3 separate regions of the Mus musculus genome follow, and all the other regions are linked to region 1. A link is a contact called in public promoter capture Hi-C data. All regions are on one chromosome and are shown on one strand. The core of a region is the stretch at or near the end of the contact, and the rest is flanking DNA. Distances in the headings are between cores, read along the strand shown. Region 1 holds the start of Kctd15 (potassium channel tetramerisation domain containing 15). Region 2 overlaps Garre1 (granule associated Rac and RHOG effector 1). Region 3 has its middle 4.8 kb from the start of Gm35665.

The links. Promoter capture Hi-C pulls out the DNA fragments that hold promoters and counts their contacts.
Region 2: a promoter capture Hi-C map of liver shows a contact between it and region 1, with 1.6 times the contacts expected there. The contact joins the enhancer-like site here to the promoter of Kctd15 in region 1. A contact is called at or near these places in 11 of 39 promoter capture datasets (the 3T3-L1 cell line, 3T3-L1-derived adipocytes, HPC-7-derived erythroid cells and 6 more), 1 of 15 datasets of contacts at CTCF or cohesin (the NIH/3T3 cell line), 4 of 484 Hi-C or Micro-C datasets (Th1 cells, cardiomyocytes, cortical neurons and 1 more) and 2 of 115 datasets of contacts at active chromatin or transcription factors (the 230-238 cell line and stem cell-derived neural progenitor cells).
Region 3: a promoter capture Hi-C map of liver shows a contact between it and region 1, with 2.0 times the contacts expected there. The contact joins the enhancer-like site here to the promoter of Kctd15 in region 1. A contact is called at or near these places in 2 of 39 promoter capture datasets (liver and pre-B cells), 6 of 115 datasets of contacts at active chromatin or transcription factors (craniofacial prominence, embryonic forebrain, embryonic hindbrain and 3 more) and 1 of 9 other capture datasets (adipose tissue).

What each region holds. Positions count from the first base shown.
Region 1 is chr7:34,652,062-34,656,846 of GRCm38.p6, reverse strand. Kctd15 (potassium channel tetramerisation domain containing 15) reads left to right here and starts at 2,449. Exons shown (of 7, transcript NM_001360820.1): 1 at 2,449-2,600; 2 at 4,165-4,263.
Region 2 is chr7:34,273,894-34,278,212 of GRCm38.p6, reverse strand. All of the region lies in intron 2 of Garre1 (granule associated Rac and RHOG effector 1), which reads left to right. Among named protein-coding and RNA genes, the nearest start is that of Garre1, 37 kb to the left of the region's middle. Within about 2 kb of position 2,247, at least 2 of the 459 cell types and tissues checked have an H3K27ac peak or open chromatin away from gene starts, as enhancers often do. A contact at or near this core is called in liver, where this site is marked.
Region 3 is chr7:35,144,192-35,148,441 of GRCm38.p6, reverse strand. No RefSeq gene overlaps it. Among named protein-coding and RNA genes, the nearest start is that of Gm35665, 4.8 kb to the right of the region's middle. Within about 2 kb of position 1,856, at least 31 of the 459 cell types and tissues checked have an H3K27ac peak or open chromatin away from gene starts, as enhancers often do. A contact at or near this core is called in liver, where this site is marked.

The sequences.
Region 1 (4,785 bases), core at 1,200-3,699:
AAAAATCCATTTATACACCCGTCCTTGACATGTGCCTTGTGAATCTTAGAAACTTCATCTAGAGGGAAAAGAAATGTTAAATCATGAATACCAGTCCTAATCACATTGCCATGTGGCTTCCTAAAACAGTTGAGTTTATTCCAATCTTTTAAGTATGAATTTATATGTATGTATTCACCCGTATTGAACACAAAACAAAGACTCACCCACAGCCATGCAGGTGACAAGAAGAGAGGGGGTACTGAGGCCCGTCGGGCGGTGACAAGCAGTTTTCAGAGCGTCACTCCTCAAGTGAGCCTAGCATACTCTCCTGGCTCTCCCTGTTTCAAAGCCTAGGAAAGGTTTTCTCTCTGAAGCTGAGGGCATTCACATAGCAGCTTGCTCTACTGAGGTCACCATTCTTGCAAAGTGCTTTTCACCTCATTCTAAGGGTCAGCTTTTTCAACACTGGGGGGGTTTACTGTTTCTAAGTTCTACTACCTTGAGCTGTCCAAAGCCTGGGGAAGCCAGCAAAGAACTGAGCAGACCATCCAGCCGAACAGGACCTCCCTCACCTGCATGCTCACCAGAAGAGTAGCACTGTTTAAGCAAAGCTGGGAGCTAGTCCAGGGTGGTTTCAGAGCCTGGGAAGCAAACGTGGGCGACCATGGGCCCCCACAGCACAGATCCCTGACCTACTTCGCGGGCCCCTTTCTGTTCTAGGAGCAGCTTAAAATCCATAAATTAAGGAAATTAACTGATGGGGCCTGCGGCATCTTTGTAAGCTATTTAAATCTATAAATTTACAACATCTTCTGCATATATCAAGTAATTGAACTAACTGCGGGGATGTAACTTTAATGAGAAAATTTCCCCCTTCTCCAGTAGTTTGAGATAATAAATAAATAAATAAATAACTCCCTCAGGAGGAAAGTTTCTTATTCCCGCGTGAAGTTACAGACGCGCGGACGGATGCTCTCTCCGCACTAGAGGTCCCCTGAATAAGGGGAGACTGGGTCCTCTCCCCAAGCCCCCACCCCCATTATCTTTCTCCAGTGTTCCCGTCTGGCCTCGAGAGCACCCCCAGGAGTTTGGCCAGTAGAGGGCGCCCAGGCCCGGCCGGAGTCTGTAAAGGGGGGCCCGCGCCGCTGCTCCCGGCCGAAGCGCACCCGCCTTCCTAGCCGAAAGCCTGCCTTTGGCCCGGGAGTCCCGGGAACCAGGCGGGGGCGCAGTCTGGGCAAAGCGCACCGGCCGCGATCCGTTTCCTAGGAGCCGAGAAATGGTCGAGGAGGAGGGACGGGCGGGGCGCAAGGGAAGGAGGAGGAGGAGGAAGGGGCAGCGGGGGAGCAGCTAGGGGCATTCTGGGTGCAGGCCTCCGCGCCGCAGGGACCTTTGGCCGCCGCCGTCTCCATCGCGCCGCGCTCGTCCAGGAAATGGCGCGAGTGGCCGCAGGCGACGGGCCGGGTGCCCCGCGCTCCCCTCCCCCGCGGTGGCCACCGCGTGTCCGCAGACGTCACGGCCGGCGCTGCTCCCCGGGAGAGGGGCAGCCGGGGCCGAGACCCGGGGAGAGAGGGAGGGAGAGAGGGAGGTAAGCCGCCTGGCAGCCCAGTTTCTCTCCCCTCCCCACACCAAGTCCCGCCCTCAGCCCCGGGGCGCCGCGGCGGCGGCTGCTTCTCTCCTCTTTGTAACCGAGGAGTCGAGAAATGTGAGAAACGTGCCCTGTGTTACTTATTTGGGAGTCGAAAATTTATGCCCAGCTGAAAGCGCCCGGGGAAATATTACATCAGATGAAATGACAATGATTAAAATCAGCCTCTCCCCCGCCCCCTCCTCGAGCCCGGAGGAGGCCCGGGCGCCGCGTGGCCGGACGGCGGGGGGCTGGGGCGCAGAGGGCGCGGGGCTCGGGCGCAGCGCTCCCGGAAGGGTACTGGTCCAGCCCCCTGGCACCCAGGCACGGGGCTCCGGGACCCACGGGTGGGGATCGCGAGGTGGGAAGGAAGTGGTGGCGGTGGGGAACGGTGCATTTTTTTTTTGTCGCGGAGCGCGGCAGGCGCGGGCGCGCGGAGCTAATTGCGACTCTAATCCTCTGCCCCGAGGCGCAGCCGAGCCCCGAGCCAGGAGTCGCCCGCGCGCGCCCGCTCGCGCTCGCCGCGCCGGGGTAATTTGGAACCGGATCGCTGCCCTTTGCAATCCGGGCTGGGCCGCGGCGAGGCGCACAGGCTACCGGCTGGTTTTGGGGGGCTATTTTCTCCCCTCCAGCCATCGGGGGAGGCCGCTGGAGAGAGAGGGAGGAGAAGAGGTGGGAGCGGCGGGAGGGCAGCCGGAGAGCTGCGCGAAAAGGAGGCGGCGGCGGCCGCGGCGAAGAGGGAGGAGGCGAGGGGAGGGCGGGGAGGGGAGGCCCCGGCGCGGCGCGCCGCGAGGGGCCGCGCGGAGCGGGGGCCGGGGCGGGAGGGGTGGGTGGGGGGAGGGTTGGGGGCGAGAGAGAAAGTAACTCCAGGACGAGACCGGAGCGACCCGCGCGCATCGAGCGCTAGGCGACGGGGCTGCGCCGGGCGCCCGACACCGGCGGCTGCGGGGGGCGGGGGCTGCGCCGGTGCCCGATCCACTGCTCCGGCTCCGAGGTAAGCCCAGCACGGGCGGCCACCGCTCAGTGCCGCACACCCCTGGTTCCCAAAGTGGCTGCAATTCCGAGAAAGTCACTCGGCCCCGGGCCGGGACCTAGGCTGGGGGCGGGGGGGCGGCTGCTTTGTCCCTCTGCTGAGCGCAGGGGCTGGCGGCGTGGGGGCGCCCAGCACAAAGGCCTGGCGCGCACGGGGCGGGGGGGTGCCCACGTGGGCTGGTCCTAGCCGCGGGTGGACCCTCCCCACTCGGCCGGGCTCTGATCATCCTGCTGTGCGGAATATGCGTCCAGGTCCTCCGCACTCTGGTTCCAGTATGGGCTCGAGTGCCCTGCAGAGCTGATGACTTTCCTGAGTCTGAAACCGGCTCCATGCAGCTGGGCTTTCGGGGCTCACAGGACCGGGTTGGCGCCCAATTTATAGAAAAGAAAAAAGTCTCTAACGGGACAGATGTGCGTTCTCTGACGCCCACCCTACGAGTCTCATGCTAGACGCACTGGTGGTGGTTCCAAGCTCAGGAAGGATGTGGGGCGGGGAACGCGCCGCCCCAAGACCGGACCGCGGTCTCTAGATTTCCACTGCCCACACGCACCCCCTCATCTGGATGCGAACACCCTCATTCTCCCACTCTCGCGTCACAGTAGCACCTCTCTACCCTCCCTCGAGAAGCCCCCGACTGTAGAAAGATAAACCTTCAAGTTTTCACTCCGTGTCTCAAATGTGCATGAAGGAATTTAACTGCGCGAGTGAATAACAGCATTAGTTTCAATTAATTTTTTTTAAATCCCGGCAACAATAAACTTTGAGAACAAAAGCGCTTTTACGTCCTTAATTAGGCGAGCTTCCCATCTGTGGTCTTGAAGTGTCTGCCTCTTGATTTAACTTTGTCTCCGCCCCCCACCGCACTCCCACCCCTTCTTCGCTGGGCCCTTCGGGTACCTTGGCCACCCCGCCCGCGGGGCCGGAGGTTCGGCCCAGCGGATCCTGTAGCCCCGAAGTTCACACCGGCCGGCTGGCTTTGCGGCCCCGCTGGCGCGCACCAGGTGGCCCGCTGCGTCCCTCCCGTTCCACCCCTGGACAGTCCTGCAGGCCCCTGGCACTGCTGCCTCGGGCAAGCGCCCTGGGCGTAAGAGCTGAAGGGAACTGGAGAGGCGCCTTCTGTTTACCTTTTATGGTTAAGATAACAGCTTAGCAAAAGAAGCGACTTCACGAAGAAGCGATTTAGTGAAATCGTCTCAAGCTGCCGCAGCTCAGCCAGTTTAATCACCCCCAGAGAGCTGAACAACTGCGAGCACAATGGGACACAAAATCATTTTGTGTGTAAATGAGCGTGGCATTCTGCTCACTTCCCTCTGCTCGGGCGGGCGGGGCTCGGCTGCGGGTGGGCGCGGGACCGGGGTCTCCCACCACAGCTTGGAGAAGCGGGTCAATGCTGGGCCAGTTTGCAAACCCGCTGAGGTCCCTGCAACAGGCGGCTTGGCCAAGCCTCAGCCGCGTCTGGGTCCTGGTGTTTGGTGCAGGGAACTTGTGTCTCTTATCAATTGCACGTCTATGTTTGTGATCTCAGCAGTGTTCTGGGAAGAAGGGTCGTGGTCCACCACAGATGCGTTTGGCAGAGGGAGCAGTGGAGATTCGGGTCAAGGCTTAAGGCCTGGGGCTTCCAATGGTGAGTTTCTGGTTTGTGTTGTGAGAAACAGGCTGAGGGCAGGCTGGGGCAGCTTGGTAGATGGGCGCTTGATGCTACTTGTCACATCTGAGTTGGGTCCTGGTAGTGGAAAAATGTGGTGCTTTGGTAGAATTTGGGTGGGAATTCTATCTCTGTTGACCTTCAGTGGGTGTTCCTTTATGGCATCCTCTCCCCCACCCCCACCCCCCCTCCCAGGACTGGATAACCCATCCCTTGGGTCCGCTTTGGTTTTTCAAAAACTTCCTTGAGGTAAATGACCTGGGATGTCCAAAGCAGGGGACTGAACAGCCACCCAACTCTTCCAGGAGGATAGAACACCCTCCCTCACCCCCAAACAGTCTCAGGTCAGAGAACTTCCCAGGGCAGCGGAGAGGTGAAGCAAATCATAGGAGGGGAGACACTTACCTTCCATTGAATCGGTTCAGTCTATGTACCTCAGACCATGTTTTATCATTGCATGCTGAATGTTAAGACAGAGATCTAGAAGTTTAACAGAAAAAG
Region 2 (4,319 bases), core at 998-3,497, 380 kb after region 1:
GTATGTATGTATGTATGTATGTATGTATGTATGTATGTATGTGTATGCACATATGTAGGCCACCACACACACACATTGGAGCTCAGAAGACAACTTGCAGGAGTTGTTTTTCTTCTTCTGTACGAATCCTAGAAACTCAACCCTTATTGTCAGGCTTGGCAGCAATCACCTTTACTTTCTCAGCCAACCCACAGCCCTAAGGAGAGTTAGATAGAAAATGCTGCTTTAGTTTAGAGAGGCCAGAGAGGGGGCAGGGTGAGGAGAGTGTCTAAAGGGATTGTGAGAGAGGGTAGCAGGATGGGCTCACCACCCTCATGTAGTGAATGGATGTTGCTTACCCTCATCACCCAGCTGACAGCTGCAGGGTTCTGGTTTCACTTTGGGTCCTCAATGTCTTGAGCGCCAGGTCCCTGGGCAGGTGCCATGTATGAAGACAGTCCAGAAACCCAGCATAGCTGCGGGCTCTCAGAATTCATAGGCTTTGAGGGGGCTGTGCATTTTTTTTTACTGGATTCTCAAGTCCCACAAGCAGACATGGAATCAAATTTTTACCTGCCTGAAGCTTGCCTTGTAGTTTTACACACTGACAGGGTCCTTGGACTCCTACAATTGCCCATGAGTGTATCTGAAGAAACTTCTGTACTGACTTACTCTTCAGGGCCTTAGTTTAGGTATGTAACCATTTATCAGATATGTGCCAAAAATACTGTACAGCAGTAGTAGTGGAAAATATTAGAAATTATTTTAAAATGTGATTTTCATTAACCTTATGGGATTGAGACTTTTACCCCTCTAAAGGTAAAACTCCATTGTATGTCTTTGTTTTGTCTAGGAGGTCTTTTATTTTTTAATTTTTGGAGGTAAGGTTTCTCTAAGCAACCTTGGTTGATGTAGAACTAGGTAGACAAGACTGGCCTCAAATTCACAGGTCTGCTTGCCTCTGCCCGCTGAGTGCTGAGATTAAAAGTGTGTGCCACCATGCCTAGTATTAACTAGTAGATCTTTTGTAGCAAATTATACTGAACTATTTCCTAACTATATATGCCATATGAAAATCCAGATGGTTACTGTTAATGAGAAAAGGAAGTTCTGGCAGTGACGGTACATACCTTTAATCCCAGCACTTGAGAGACAGAAGCAAGTATTTCTGAATTTGAGGCCAGCCTGGTCTATAAAGCAAGTCCCAGAACAGCAAGGCTATACAGAGAAACCCTGTCTCAAACAAAACAAAACAAAACAAAAACCTTTTTTTTTGTTTTTTGAGACAGGGTTTCTCTGTGTAGCCCTGGCTGTCCTGGAACTCACTTTGTAGACCAGGCTGGCCTCGAACTCAGAAATCCGCCTGCCTCTGCCTCCCGAGTGCTGTTATTAAAGGCCTGTGCCACCACGCCCGGCAAAACAAAACATTCTTATATGACTTATATGGGGTGGGATGTGATGGCACACAGTGTACTCATAAATAAAATAAATCTTAAAAAAAAATAAATAAATAAGTGTAGCTTGTTTTTGAGATTTTTAATCATCTTACATTCCTCTTTTCTCCTAAACCCTCTCGTGTACACTGTACACACATCCTCTTGGTTCTCTTTAAAATTTGTGGCCTGTTTTTCTTAAGTTGTTACGTGTATACATGCATATATTTTCCCCCTAAATATACATACAACTTGTTCAGTTTGTATGATGTTACTTGTATGTATGTTTTTAGGGCTGATCATGTGATCATTTGGTATTGGATAACATACTTGTCTGCTGTTGAGGCCTTGGGTGCCCTCAGCCGCCATCATATTAGCATATCTGTTGGTGGTGTCCTTGTTCATGTCTTGTTTAGGTAGCCATGTTGGTAAGACTTTGTGGTGTAACTTGTGACATTTGCTGTGACACAGCTTTAGCAATATTCCTGTCCTTTGGCTCTCTGCCTCACTGTCTGCAATGATCCCTGAGCTTCAGGTGCAGGAGCTGTGTTATCAGTTTGGACCGGCTCCACAGCTGCATTTCAATTGACTGTGTTTCTCTGTAATGGTCTCCTTCTGTGACAAAGAAAAGGTTTGTTGATGCGGAATGAGAACTACACTTAACCTGTGGGAATAAGGACCAATATTTAGAACATAGTTAGAGGTTATGCTGGGTTAGTTAAATGGTAGTTGAAAGTTCTCCTCCAAGATACATGACTTCTTTATCCCCAGGTAGTTGGCTAAGTTTCCAGTACCGGGCATGATTCCCTTTTGTTGACTGGGCCTTAAGTTTAATTAGAGAACTATTGGTTACTGTCAAGGTGTGCTTGCCACTGTGGCACCATTAGGGTTACTGTGCCATTCTGGTCATTTCAGTTCATAGGCGTCATAGCTAGGTAGGACATTGGTTTAATTTCTTGCCGTTGAAAGCTTAGGAAAATTGGAACATTTAATTTAAATTCTGTGTGTGTGTATTTTATATACACCACTTACATATATTATAGATACGTTTAGATAGTTAATAGTATGATTCCTTAGGACTTTTTCAGGTGTTCTATTATGCTGCTCCTTTTCTGTATTTATCTTCTCCCTCTTCCATCCCTAACTAAAGCCCCTCCCCCTTTCTCCCTTCAGATCCCTTGTACCCTGCTGTTGTCTCTCTATTGCTCCATTTCCCACTTCCACAATGGGCCCTTTTTATTTTCCTAGTTTCTGCAGTTAATCCAAATCAACTCTGGAGATAACTAATTAAAAAGTTGAAAAGTGGCCAGTCCTGGTGGCTCACACCCTTAATTTCAACACTAAGGAAGCAGAGGCAGGAGGATCTCAGTCAGTTCTAGTTCAGCCTGACCTGCATAGCAAGTCCCAGCCCAAACCAAGGCCTGTCTCAAAACAAAACAGGGGCTGGAGAGATGGCTCATCAATTAAGAGTACTGGCTGCTCTTCTAGAGGACCAAGGTTCAATTCCCAGCACCCAGATGGCATCTCACAACTGTTGGTAACTGTAGTTCTATACAGTCAGCACCCTCACACAGACAGCAGGCAGAACACTAATGCACATAAAAATAAATCTTCAAAAACCAACAAAACACCAGTAACGATAATAAATAAAAAGAGAAAAGTAAGGAATTAAGCAGATTTTTGCTTTTCTGGTATGTTCTATAGCCTGGTTGGGTAATGAAACTTCTTTAAAAAGCATCTTAGCACTCTTTAGTCTGGAAATGACAATACAGGTTAGAAAAGACATTTTGTTGACCATGAGGAATTCAGTTACTCAAACAGTGGTGGTAATAAAGAATGAAGCCATTTAGTGAAAGGTCGCTGAGGAATTACATAAAGGAGGAATTAGGTCTTCTGTACTCAAATCCCAGTGATCAGTCTCAGTGGTCACTGTCACCAGAATCAAGGCAGATGATGTCTCCCATTATGAAAGCTACACAGTATGAAAATTATGTCTCCACTTAATTTCCTTTCCTTTCTTTTTCCTTCCTTCCCCTCTCTCTGCCATCCTTTTTTCCCTCCTTCCCTCCCTTCTTCCCTTCCTCCATCCCTCCCTTCCTTCCATCCTTTTTTCCTTCCTTTCAGTGTTGGAATGAAACCCAAGAGCAGGTGTGTTTTACTGCTGAGTTACACTTGTAATCTCCACAGCATACAGTCTTGTACTTGTACATACAGTATCTTACTCTTGTTAAAAAAAAAAAAAAACATACAGGGCTGGAGAGATGGCTCAGTGGTTAAGAGTGCTGACTGTTCTTCCAGAGGTCCTGAGTTTAATTCCCAGCAATCACATGGTGGCTCACAACCATCTGTAATGGGATCTGATGTCCTCTTCTGGTGTGCCTGGAAACAGCTAAAGGGTACTCATACATGAAATAAATAGATAAAAAAATGAAAAACAAAAAACAAAGACCAGGAAAAAAAACCCTGAAATAATTTGATCAAGCTTCTGAAATGAACTTTGAGTCTATAGAAATATGGGGTATAATGTACTGAGTTACACAGTACCACAAGAAACTAATCTGACAGGAGGTGGAATATTCGGTAGTTAGTTGACCTGATTTGTTCAAGACAGTTGCATGAAAATAGGTAAAGGTACTATTCTAGATTAAAAAAGAATTAAGAGAGATAAGAACTAAGCAAAATGGGGGGCTGGTGAGATGGCTCAGTGGGGAAGAGTACCCGACTGCTCTTCCGAAGGTTCAGAGTTCAAATCCTAGCAACCACATGGTGGCTCACAACCATCCATCATAACAAGATCTGATTACTTCTTCTGGATTGTCTGAGGACAGCTAGAGTGTACTTACATATAATAAATAAATGAATCTTAAAAAAAAAAAAAAGAACTAAGCAAAATGACCTTTTGGGAAG
Region 3 (4,250 bases), core at 607-3,106, 490 kb before region 1:
TCCTTCTGATTTTTTTTCTTTAAAAACGATTCTATTTTATTTCGTGCGTGTGATTGTTCTACTCCATGCGTGTCTGCATCGCATGCATGTATGGCACGGCCAGAAGCATGAGGAGGGCACCAGATGCCCTGGACCTGGACTTACTGATGCTTGTGAGCTGCCATGTGGACGCTGGAGAGCAAACCTGGATCATCCTAACCAGGGATCTTAACCACTAAGCCATCTAGTCAGCCCCTTGATTATTGTTTTCCAAGTAAAGTGGCAGAGTTTGACTGAAGCTTTGACTAGATGATCCCTGGTCCAGGATGAGAACCAAGTAAAATTTCCCCCAGCTTTGTTGGAGACCAGGCTTGCCCATTATCCTGTAAGGACCCAGAGGATGCTGCACAGAGAGGGACCCAGACACAGCACACATGCCACAAGTGAAAGACATTGACATGCTAATGAACCAGCCAACTCACTATTGAATGACCAACCAGCGATGAGGCCCTTAGCTCCTGGGTTTGAAGTTAACAGTCTGCATCTTTGAGCTTCCTTAGGCCTGACTGATCTCTTTTCTTCCTATCTACTTCACAGATCTGTAGGCAGGGGCCTCCCCACCTCCTTCTGACACCTGCCTAAGGCTGTAGGGACCATGAGAGAAGCCCAGGAAGTAAATGGAAGCTGTACCCCACCTCCTTAACCTCCCCCACCCCAGTTCCCGATGGGCTCCTCAGTACAGCCCTGCCTTCAGCCTGGGCAAGCTGACAGGAGGTAGATGCAGCTTCCGGCTGGGTATGGTAGGGAGGGGCTTTGGAGCAAAGAGAAGGAGGGCTCTGACTATGCACCCTGGTAGGGAAGGACTGGCCAGGTAAACAGAGGAGACATTTTAGATGGGGAAACTTATATCCAAGACATAGGTGTGGAGGCAGGAGCTGGCAGAAGGCAAGGTCTCTATGAGTTCAGGAGAGCGACTACAAGAAAGTTTTCACTAGGTAGGACAAGGAGCAGCCAGAGAGACACATAACCCTGGTAGGAGAGAAGGATAGGGGTCCTATCCTCATTTTAGCCAGGACCCACTCATCAGAGCCTGCCCGGATGTCAAGAGTTGGGTCTCCATCAACCTCCATGGAGGTCTGCACACCCTGGCATGGCCGCCTCTTCTATTTTATACTTAGGCTAAGCTTTGTCCCCTCTTGGTCAACCGGTCTTTCACACATTCATTTATTCATTCATTCATTTATTCAACAAATGTCATAGAGAGCTGAGGATATGGCTATGTGCTACATACGGTGCTAACCTCTCATGGTCAAGGCCCTGGGTTTGAGTGAGGTCTCCAGCACTGAAATACAAGACAACAGAAAAGTAAAAACAAAAGCCTTGACAGGATGTCAACACTCTGTCAGAGATTCCCTTTTCAGATCAAGCCTTGGGACAGACGTGACCCTTGACCTCATGGGACTGACAACCCTGTGTGGAAGAGAGGTGAACAGCCAGCCATGTGCATGAGGCTGACAACCCAGCCATTTCAGAAATCAAGAGGGATGGGTAACTCAATGTGACCTGGTGGTGCCCATGAGACATTTGGGGAGGGCTTTTTCCATGTGGTGACATATAAACCAAAGCCTGAAGACAAGCTGAGCCTGCTGTTGAAAGTCTGTTATTTCCAGCCACCTGAGGCCTGAGACAAATTTTAAGTCCTATTAGCCTGGACAACTTAGCAAGCTGGAAGAAGTCTGGAGATACCAGTGGCAGAATTCTTGCCCAGAATCCTTCAGCAAGGGCCTGGGTAGCCAGGCCTACAGGATGTGAAGAGCTTAGCACCCAGCTAAGGCTCTGGAGAGCCTCTGTGGGCTGGGCCTGGAATGTGATCTGATTGACCTTTGCAAAGGTCCCAAGACTACCTGTGAGTGGCAGCCTCCGGAGGACTGGCAGGGTGAGAGGCCTGTCCTTCCCAGTGGCTGGTATGTGGCCAAGAGTCTGGATCCTGCCAGGTTTTCCCCTCAGACAGAGGAGCAGGCGTGTTAGGTTGGGCAGGACGTGGGTGGTGGGCAGGCCCTGAGACTGCGACTCTTGGCCTGCTTCTGGCGTGGGCTTGGCGTGAGGCCGCGGGGGAGCTGTGTGTGGGCACGTCCTGGGGCTGCCTGCCTGCCACCCCCAGACACAGGAGCTCCGGGCAGACTGGCTCACCTGGGTCCTGCTCTCACAGGGTGGACATATGCCAGAAGACAAGGAAGGCAGCAGGGGAGAACAGACCTCCTGGGGCCCTGAAGCTAGCCCAAGGGACAGAGCCCGCTTCTGCTAGGACTTTGCTCGTTTATCATACCACTCTGTAATCAGAGGCCTACTGTGTGCCAAGCAAAATTCCCATACACCATCACACTGGCCAGAAGACTAACAGGGTACAAGCAACTGTGTCTGGTCCTAGAACAAACCTTGAAATAAGGGCCCCTCCCACAGCAAAGCCAGCATCCCCTGCAGCCCCCTCTCCGAGGCATGTCAGATGCTGCACCTCTCTCTGTGGGCCCCACTTTTTTCGTGGCACCTGGGCATTCCAGATAGCTCTTGACCACAAAGGCAGAGAGCAAGATGACGAGCTTTAAGAGACAGACTCCCTTAGTGGGCAGAGAACTAGGTTCTTGAGTACCGGGTGGTTGGTATCTGCATAGAAGGCCAGTGAATGTTGTGACGGTCCCTGGGGCGAGCAAGCTGAGCTGTGTGAGAGCTTCTGTGCGGGTGAGCATGGCCCGTGCCAGGCGGGGTTTTATGATGGCTGCTGGAAGAAGCCATCATGTATGCATGAATGCTTTTCTGTATGCTTGTGCCTGTTTCTGTATGCATGTGCCTCTTTATGTTGTATGCATGTGCCTGTGCAGTATGAGTCCCTGGGTGTTGCTACACAAGCATACAGACATGCTCACACACCAGTGTGCTTGTGTGCGTGTGTATAAGGGACTCTGCATGTACCCAGCATGTCCGGCAAGGGTCTGTGCACACGCATATGGATGTCTGGATGTAAGGAGGTCTTACTGGCCTCGCAGCACCTTTGGGTCTGGTGTGGCTGGACTGGGTCCGTCCTATAGGCTGCGTGTCTGTCCCCCTCCTTCTTCCTGACAAGTGTTGACTCAGGGCTGGGCAGCCTCGCTTCAGGATTTCCTGGTCAGGCAGAAGTGGTGCATGAAAACGGAACAATTATGTCCTAAGTGGACCCTGAGGGTCTGGACTGGGCAGTGCTCTTTGGGGCCCAAGCCAACAAGCCTTGTACACATTCTGAACCTGGACTGGGTCATCACAGGCAGCCAGAAGAGGCCCTTGTCCCCAAACAAGGACCACGGGACACGTCCTTTTCTTACGGTTCTCTGGCTGCACAGGGTTGCAAACATAGTACCTGCCCTTAATACCGTGAAGGCAGGGGTAGCTTCATAGAAGCAAAGAGGAGTTATGCACACCCCCAGACCCCTTACCCACTAGGCAGCTATACCCGTCACTGGTCCCATTCCCGGAAGCTTTAGTTAACAAACACAAAACTCTGAGGAGGGTGATCTTACATGCATCCAGAGGGGAATTAAAGGTTCTCAAAGAACTCTACCATACTGGGGAGTGTGGATCATTTGGAAGTTCTGCCTCACCCCATGAGGGAATTTATGGGAAATGCAGAGTTCCAGGTTGTGGCCCACCTGCTTAGTCAGCATTAGAGTCATAACCAGACTCCCTCCAGGTACCACTGCTGTCCAGTGAGGGATGCTGGGTGGACATGGGCTCCCAGAAAGCAACCACCCACTGTGCTAAGGCTGAGCATCCCTGTACCATCCTGCTCCTTCTGGTGTGGCCCCAGGTCAGATTAGAAGGAGGCTATGTTCACTCGAGCTGGGAGCCTGGGACAGGGACAGAATCCAACTCTTTGTCACTTCCTCTTGGCTGTTTCTTTCCGGGCCAGGCACAAGAGCAAGGTTTTGTCCTGACCCAGCTGCTGATGCCTGTTGCTCCTCTGCCAGCCCCTGCTCCCTGGAGAGAGCAGGTCCTTCTCCCTGATAGGCTCTGCACAAGCAAGAACCTCATGGCCAGCCCAGACCCTGGTGAGGTAGGCCTAGGGTACTGATACTCCACAGGCTTCCCTCTGACCCCTGGTCTTGGTATAACCCTCTCCTGACCAAGGTCTAAGGGGGTGAAGCTCCAGAGAATGATCGGTGGAGAACAAATGACATTTGCTTCTGTGTCCCAGAACCTTGCTACAGGCCTCTCAGAAGCTTAGGGTGTTTCAGAAAGTCAGT